Linked DNA regions of Zea mays: region 1 is linked to region 2. A link is a contact called in public Hi-C data. All regions are on one chromosome and are shown on one strand. Each heading gives the region's core, a stretch centred on a gene start, on an enhancer-like site or on the middle of the called end of the contact. The rest is flanking DNA. Distances are from core to core; before and after follow the strand shown. Region 1 holds the start of LOC100273853 (putative H/ACA ribonucleoprotein complex subunit family protein). Region 2 holds the start of LOC103654524 (T-complex protein 1 subunit theta-like).

Region 1 (3,166 bases), core at 600-3,099, 210 kb after region 2:
ACTTTACATGTACATGAGAAATGTTTAGATACAGTAGCAAACATAGGGGAATGATGATTCTGCACAAAATACCAAATGTAGCAGAAATAAAGAGAATCTGAGGACGTGTCATGACATGGTAAATCCAAAGGTAAAAAATGACGAGTCTTTTGAACTGTAAAGATCATCTAACACTAATTGGTAATACAATTTTTTTAAAATAAATAAGGTTTTACAACTAGGTGTTCCATAGCTAGTACTTCTGGACAAGGAATGGTCCATAGATTCCCTTCATAGTCACAGCCTCACAGGCCTACACAAGTACACACTATAGGATGTATAGACATGTCACATAATCTGAAAGGTTCTCTTTCAACTAAATAGCCTAAGAGCATTTTCCGGTGTGTGTGTGTGTGGGGGGGGGGGGGGGGGGGGGGCTATATGACCACAGCTAGGCACTGATGGCCAGGTATAATAAGATACTACCGACAAAGTTATGTTCATCAAACAGTGTTATATGTTGTATCACGCTAGGCATGAACATTTTAATTTTCTTGGTTGTAGACACTCAAATAAGCATCTTCGGACATAAGACAAGAACAGGGCTTTCAGATTTTTCAGCATACCTTTGACATACAGGGCACTTCAGCTGGGAAAGCTTCCCATTGGCCCAGTAATTCTTCTTATCCGCTTCATTCTCATTCATCAGTTTCACCATCTTAAGAAAGGCGCTCTTCAGCACCTTCGGGTCCACCCCCGTCTCCTCCACCTTCACCTGCTTCTCCACTTTCATCTGCTTCGCAGCATGCGCCTCAGACTTCTTCTGCAGCGTGCTTACGGAGGACTCCCAGGGCACAACACCATTGACCTGATCCTCCCACTTCCGTTTCGGAACAGGCAGCGGAAGCAGCCCGGCAGCGGGCAGGAGTGTAGGCATGGGTGGCGGAGGAGCCCACCGCTCGAGGGACGGGCGCGGCAGGGGCAGTGGGGGCGGTGGCGGCGCTAAGAGATGCGCGGGTATCGGCGGCGGCGGCTGGCGGAGCTGCGGCGGCGGCTCGCGCGGGAGAGCGAAGTAGGTGCGCACGGTGCCGTCAGAGAGCGCGACGGTGCGGCGGTCGAGGTCCTCCAGCCCGTACCGCGGTGGCGGCGGGATGGCTGCTATCACCGCCTCCACCGCGGCTACGGTGAGCAGCGGCCGCGACGGGGGCAGGGGCGGCAGAAGAGGCGACGCGCCGGGCGGAGGGTGGTGCTGCTCGTGAGGGTGAGGGAGCGGCGAGGGGACCAGAGGCGAGCGGCTGGCCTCCCCGTTGACGCTCGGGGTAGGCTCTGGGGGCGCGGAGGCGGCAGCGGCGTTGCCCGGGTTGGTCCGCTTGTTTGGGTTGGGGTCGGCGGCGGACGTCGAAGAGGACGACGCCTTGGAGGCAGCGACCTGCGGGTTCTGCGACGCCGCGGTGGGCGCCGCGGGCGGAGGCAGCGGCGTGGACTTGACCTGCGGATTGGCGGCGGACATCATGCCGGAGGATTTCTAGGGTTTCGTCGGGATTGGAAGTCGATTTTGGGGAAAAAGGGCTGGACTTGGTGGCTACATGGAGTACATGCGATGTGAGATAGATCGACTTTGACGAGTAGGACCAGATGTCATAGACACGTGAAGAGAACAGCCTCACTTGCTTCGGTCGATTACGCGATCTTTGAGGACACACATCAACGGCAAGGACTCTGGGCGTCCACATCACCGTCCACTGATCCTCTACCCGGCAGAACCACCGATCCAACGGCCACCATCCTGGGCCCACCTGTCAGCCTCCTAATGCACCACACCAAAACCCCGCGCCCGCCATGCTAAAACCCTAATAAACCCTGCACCTCCATCGCACCCTCTCCGCCGCCAAGACCATCCTCGCATCCGGGTTGCCAGCTCTCCTTGAGCCCAGAAGCACACCGCGCGCCATGCGACCACCGAGAGGGCGAGGCGGTGGTGGCCGGTTCGGCGGAGGAGGAGGCCGGGGCCGCGGCGGGGGCCGATTCAGCGGTGGTGGCCGAGGTGGCGGCGGGGGCCGCTTCGGCGGCGGGTTCCGCGACGAGGGCCCGCCCGCGGAGGTCGTCGGTCGGTGCCACCCATACTCCTACCCACTCCCCGTCAGGGTATTGGCTCCTTTTCTGGTATTCTCGTTTTTTTCTGACCTTCTGGTGGGGTTTCTGTCTGTCTTGGCGTGCGCAGAGGTTTCGACGTTCCTGCACGCGTGCGAGGGGGAGGCGGTGACGAAGCTCACCAACGAGAAGGTGCCCTACTTCAACGCGCCCATCTATCTGCAGAACAAGACCCAGATCGGCAAGGTTGAAGAGATCTTCGGCCCCATCAACGAATCCGTGAGCACCTCCTCGCCTCCCTAATCTAAAAAAAACTACTCTTTTTTACGTCCTCGTGGGTACTCGAGGTTGTGGTGCATTTCTAATGTGGTAAGAGCAATAATATTGGCGTAGCTTGTTGAAGGTGTTTTGCTTAGAGACGGTGAGGATTTGGTGCGCGATTTTGCATATTTGTAGTCTTGTAGTGAGGTCCTTGTTGTAATAGCAGTGCACCAAGATTTTGGGATATGTTGCCACATTTGTACTGTAAAACGACGACACGGAGCATGATATTCTGATGTGTCATTTAGTAAGGCAACTCTTGTTGAGGGAACTTTGGAATTTCTGCTTTAGCTATGCTACTAATGTTATCGTGAATATGATCTTTTTTTGTATGTGTAGTATTTCTCTGTGAAGATGATGGAGGGGATCATTGCAACATCGTACAATGAAGGCGACAAGTTCTATATCGACCCAATGAAATTGCTGCCGCTCTCACGCTTCCTGCCACAACCAAAGTATGAGCTCGTTGTTGTTTATGCTGCATTGTTTGCTTGCCATTTTGTGAAAATGGACCCAAGATGCCTCATTCATTTGTTTTTTTTTTTTTGCACTTGATAAGTTCACACCTACTAATTTAAACAATTTGTGTTTTAACTTATTTAAATTGTGTGAAATCGTGAAAAAATGTCAAACCTCTCTGTTAAGATACTAATTGTTGTCTTCTTACCTTGTGGTTAAATAATCATTAAAATTTATGACATCATGATTAAGTCAATAACGACACTATTTTAATATGCATGTCTAGCTTGCGTTGAAATGTTGCTTCTAACTTCTA
Region 2 (3,161 bases), core at 610-3,109:
TTCAGGAAGAAACACTGCCAGACATCATACAGAAAAAAGATGGGTACTGGGTCGTAATTGGTTAGATTCCTCTGCACATTGAATTTCTATACCATATTATAACATATAACTGCCCATCTAATTAAAATCATAGTCCATGTCCATTCATTGCCTTTAGCAGCAATGAAGGAATTGGTTTGCCAGAGCTTCATGAGTGATAATGCTACATCAGCATACATGATTCACTTAACAGTAACAAAATATACAAACAAAGAACATGTGACTTAATCACCATGAGTAAATGATTATCCTTGAGCTTCCAACAACAAATACTAATAACCTTGTGAAAATAATATCTAGAGCTCCATCCATGGCCCATTTCATCATTTAAAGAACTTCAAAGTCAATAGAAAAGAAGGGCATAGAACTTTGACAGGTATAACCAGTGTGAAATGTGAATGAAAAGTAGCATTTTTAGCGTACCTTTGCCTTCTCCGCCCTTTTGATGCTACCAACAGCATCATTTTTCAGAACCATCCCACGGACCACAGAAGAATTGTGCAAACCACCTCCAAGTAGCTTAGCCACTCTAACATTGTCAACATTAAAGTTTGCAGGATTTTTGGGGCAAACTTGAATGCAGGCCTAAAAAAGTTACAACCCACTATTAGCTGATATCAGTATGATGTGTGTGGGGAAAAAAGCAAAGTTCCCTGTAAGCTGGTATGTATTATCTTACATCAGCCACAAGAGGGCACAGCATATCCTCCTGGCCAAACTGCTTGCTTGCGACAGCAGATCTCATCCTCAACACAACATCCTCCTTGTTTCTTACGTCCATGTTCTCTGAGCCTTTCTCAACAAGATCCTCTAAAATTTCAATTGTCTGCATACCAAATACAAAGCACAAAGGACCTGCTATCAGACTGCATGTCAATGTTGTACAGAAGCCTACAGGAGTCGGGGGGAGGGGTGTCACCTTGTTGATGGCTTTGGTGTAGCCAATGATGATCTCACTCGGATGCAAGCCCATCCTGATGAGCTCCTCAGCCTTCTCAAGCAGTTCACCAGCAAACGATATGGTGAGATTGGCTCCATCCCCAATCTCCTCCTGTTGAGCCTTGGCAGCCAGTACCAGGATTTTAGCAGCCGGGTGCTGAACCTCAAGCTCATTCACGATGGTGGCAGCATCGTTTGTGACAAACAGCTTGTCCAAGTGATTGATAACCATCTTGTTCATTCCTACATAAAAAAACAAGTAAAACTACGACATCAAGCAGTCGATCACTAGAAGGTTTCAGCATCTAAGTAAATTTTGTCAGACACAAAACGTATTGCAAAAGACTAGTAGTACTATAGACAAACTAATTGCTCGTAATCCAAACATTGTACACGACTAAAGCCAAATGTGATTTAAAACGACCACCACTGTGCAACACCGCCTCACACTACTCAAACACTCGTCAGCCGTATCCCAATAAGCTCCAACAACCAGGCCACTCCTCACTCCAGATCCTCTCAATCCCTGCCCGCTCCCCAACAGCTCGATCCGGCAGCCTCACGCTACCCCACCGAGGACTGAACACGCTATCCTCGCTGCAGATCCTCTCACTCGATTAACCGCCACCGAGCCCACAACCCGCGCCAACGAAACGAAGGAGCACGCGGAGCACGACTCACCGTTGGGGCCCAGGGATGTGCGCGTGATGGCGGAGAGCTCGCGGCAGGCGTCGATGTTCTTGAGCACGGCCTCCTCGAGCCCGGAGAGGTGGCGGTGGCCTTCCTTGAGCATCGACTGGATCCCATAGCCCGCCATCGAGCCGAGCCCCACCATCGTCGTCTCCGGCTGGGTGTGGGGGCGTTGGTCTGGCGGCAGGCGACAGCGCCGGAGGCGAGGCGGATCGGGGGGAAAGTTTAAACCCTACTAGTGTCCGCTGCTTTGGGAGTGCGAGTGCCGGGGCTGGATGCGGAGTCCGGGGAGGCGGCGAGACGCGGAGGCCACCAAGGTGTTCTAGAATCGTTGGGAGTTGGGAGAGAAAGGGAAGGAAAGCCCTAGGTGGCCGTCGAAGCCTGCTGGGCTTGTTGGGCTGGAGGTTTGTTAGAACTTGGGATTTATTTATTTATTTATTTATAATATATGTTTTTTATATTTGTGATTTGTAAAAAATGCTTGAGTAAAAATGCATAAAGATACCACTACTGTAGGATCTAGGACATCGGTTAGATGGGATGAATAGACGGTTTTGACTAGGATTAAAGATACTAGAAAAATTTAATCAATACGACAAGAGATATAAATTCTCTAGCTACTAGAAATATGCAACTAATGTGAAACAACAATATCAAAGCTAGAAATGAATGACAACTCAATAATCACTAACTACTTGCAATTGAAACAAGTAAGAGATAAAAAGAGACATCGAAATTTTCTCCGTGGTATCTGTGATTTGTCGATCACCCCAAATCGACATTGAGGTGGACTCCAAATTCTCATCTGCCTGTCTATCAAGACACAGCTTGATCTTTGAGCTAAGGAAACAAGAATCACTCAATACCTCGGTTCCACCAGCGTCTCCTTTGTCGCTTGGCGGGGTAAGCGCAAACCCCTCACAATCACCATCGCGACTGCCCCATAATCTTCACGGAGTGCTGGACGGAGACACCACTGAGTTGTTTAGAAGGCGGCAACCTCCAAGAGTAACAAGCCGATGACGCATGCACGGTGTACCACCTAGTGTATCAAAGATCACCAAATGATGCAAATGCACTAGGAACACTCAATCTCCTACTAGAATGCAATCTCAAGCAAAGAGTGTGAGAGAGCGAGTAGGAGGGTCACTTTAATGGTGCTCAAAAATTTCGGTCTGCTTCTAAAATCGGTCGTAACTTATGCTAAATAACATGAATATCATTTTACATTCACGGTTTTTTCATGTTTGGAGTCACTTGCAGTTCAAATCTAAATTATCCGAGGAAATTCTATTAAACGAACAAAATCTAATAGTTATAGCAAACATTTTTATAATTGTGTCAAAATAGAACATGTGAGTCTACATAGCGTAGGAACAAACCACAAAAAGTTTGGTTGGGAAAAGGAAAAAAATAAAAATATACTTTGTCGAGTGTCCACTATTGGCACTCGGCAAAGCATGGTTTGCCTAGTGTCTCCCGGGCGACACTCG

What was found. Hi-C and Micro-C count contacts between places; a contact is called where the count stands out from the background.
Region 1: a contact with region 2 is called in a Hi-C map of ear, with 4 times the contacts expected there. The contact joins the promoter of LOC100273853 here to the promoter of LOC103654524 in region 2. A contact is called at or near these places in 2 of 25 Hi-C or Micro-C datasets (ear and tassel).

What each region holds. Positions count from the first base shown.
Region 1 is chr4:207,891,205-207,894,370 of Zm-B73-REFERENCE-NAM-5.0, forward strand. LOC100273853 (putative H/ACA ribonucleoprotein complex subunit family protein) reads left to right here and starts at 1,850. Exons shown (of 4, transcript NM_001365801.1): 1 at 1,850-2,086; 2 at 2,201-2,349; 3 at 2,731-2,846. The coding sequence starts at 1,930. It overlaps LOC100276768 (XS domain containing protein expressed), which reads right to left and starts at 1,644. Exons shown (of 3, transcript NM_001150482.2): 1 at 606-1,644. The coding sequence starts at 1,492.
Region 2 is chr4:207,677,153-207,680,313 of Zm-B73-REFERENCE-NAM-5.0, forward strand. LOC103654524 (T-complex protein 1 subunit theta-like) reads right to left here and starts at 1,860. Exons shown (of 13, transcript NM_001346836.1): 1 at 1,660-1,860; 2 at 959-1,221; 3 at 719-865; 4 at 463-624. The coding sequence starts at 1,813.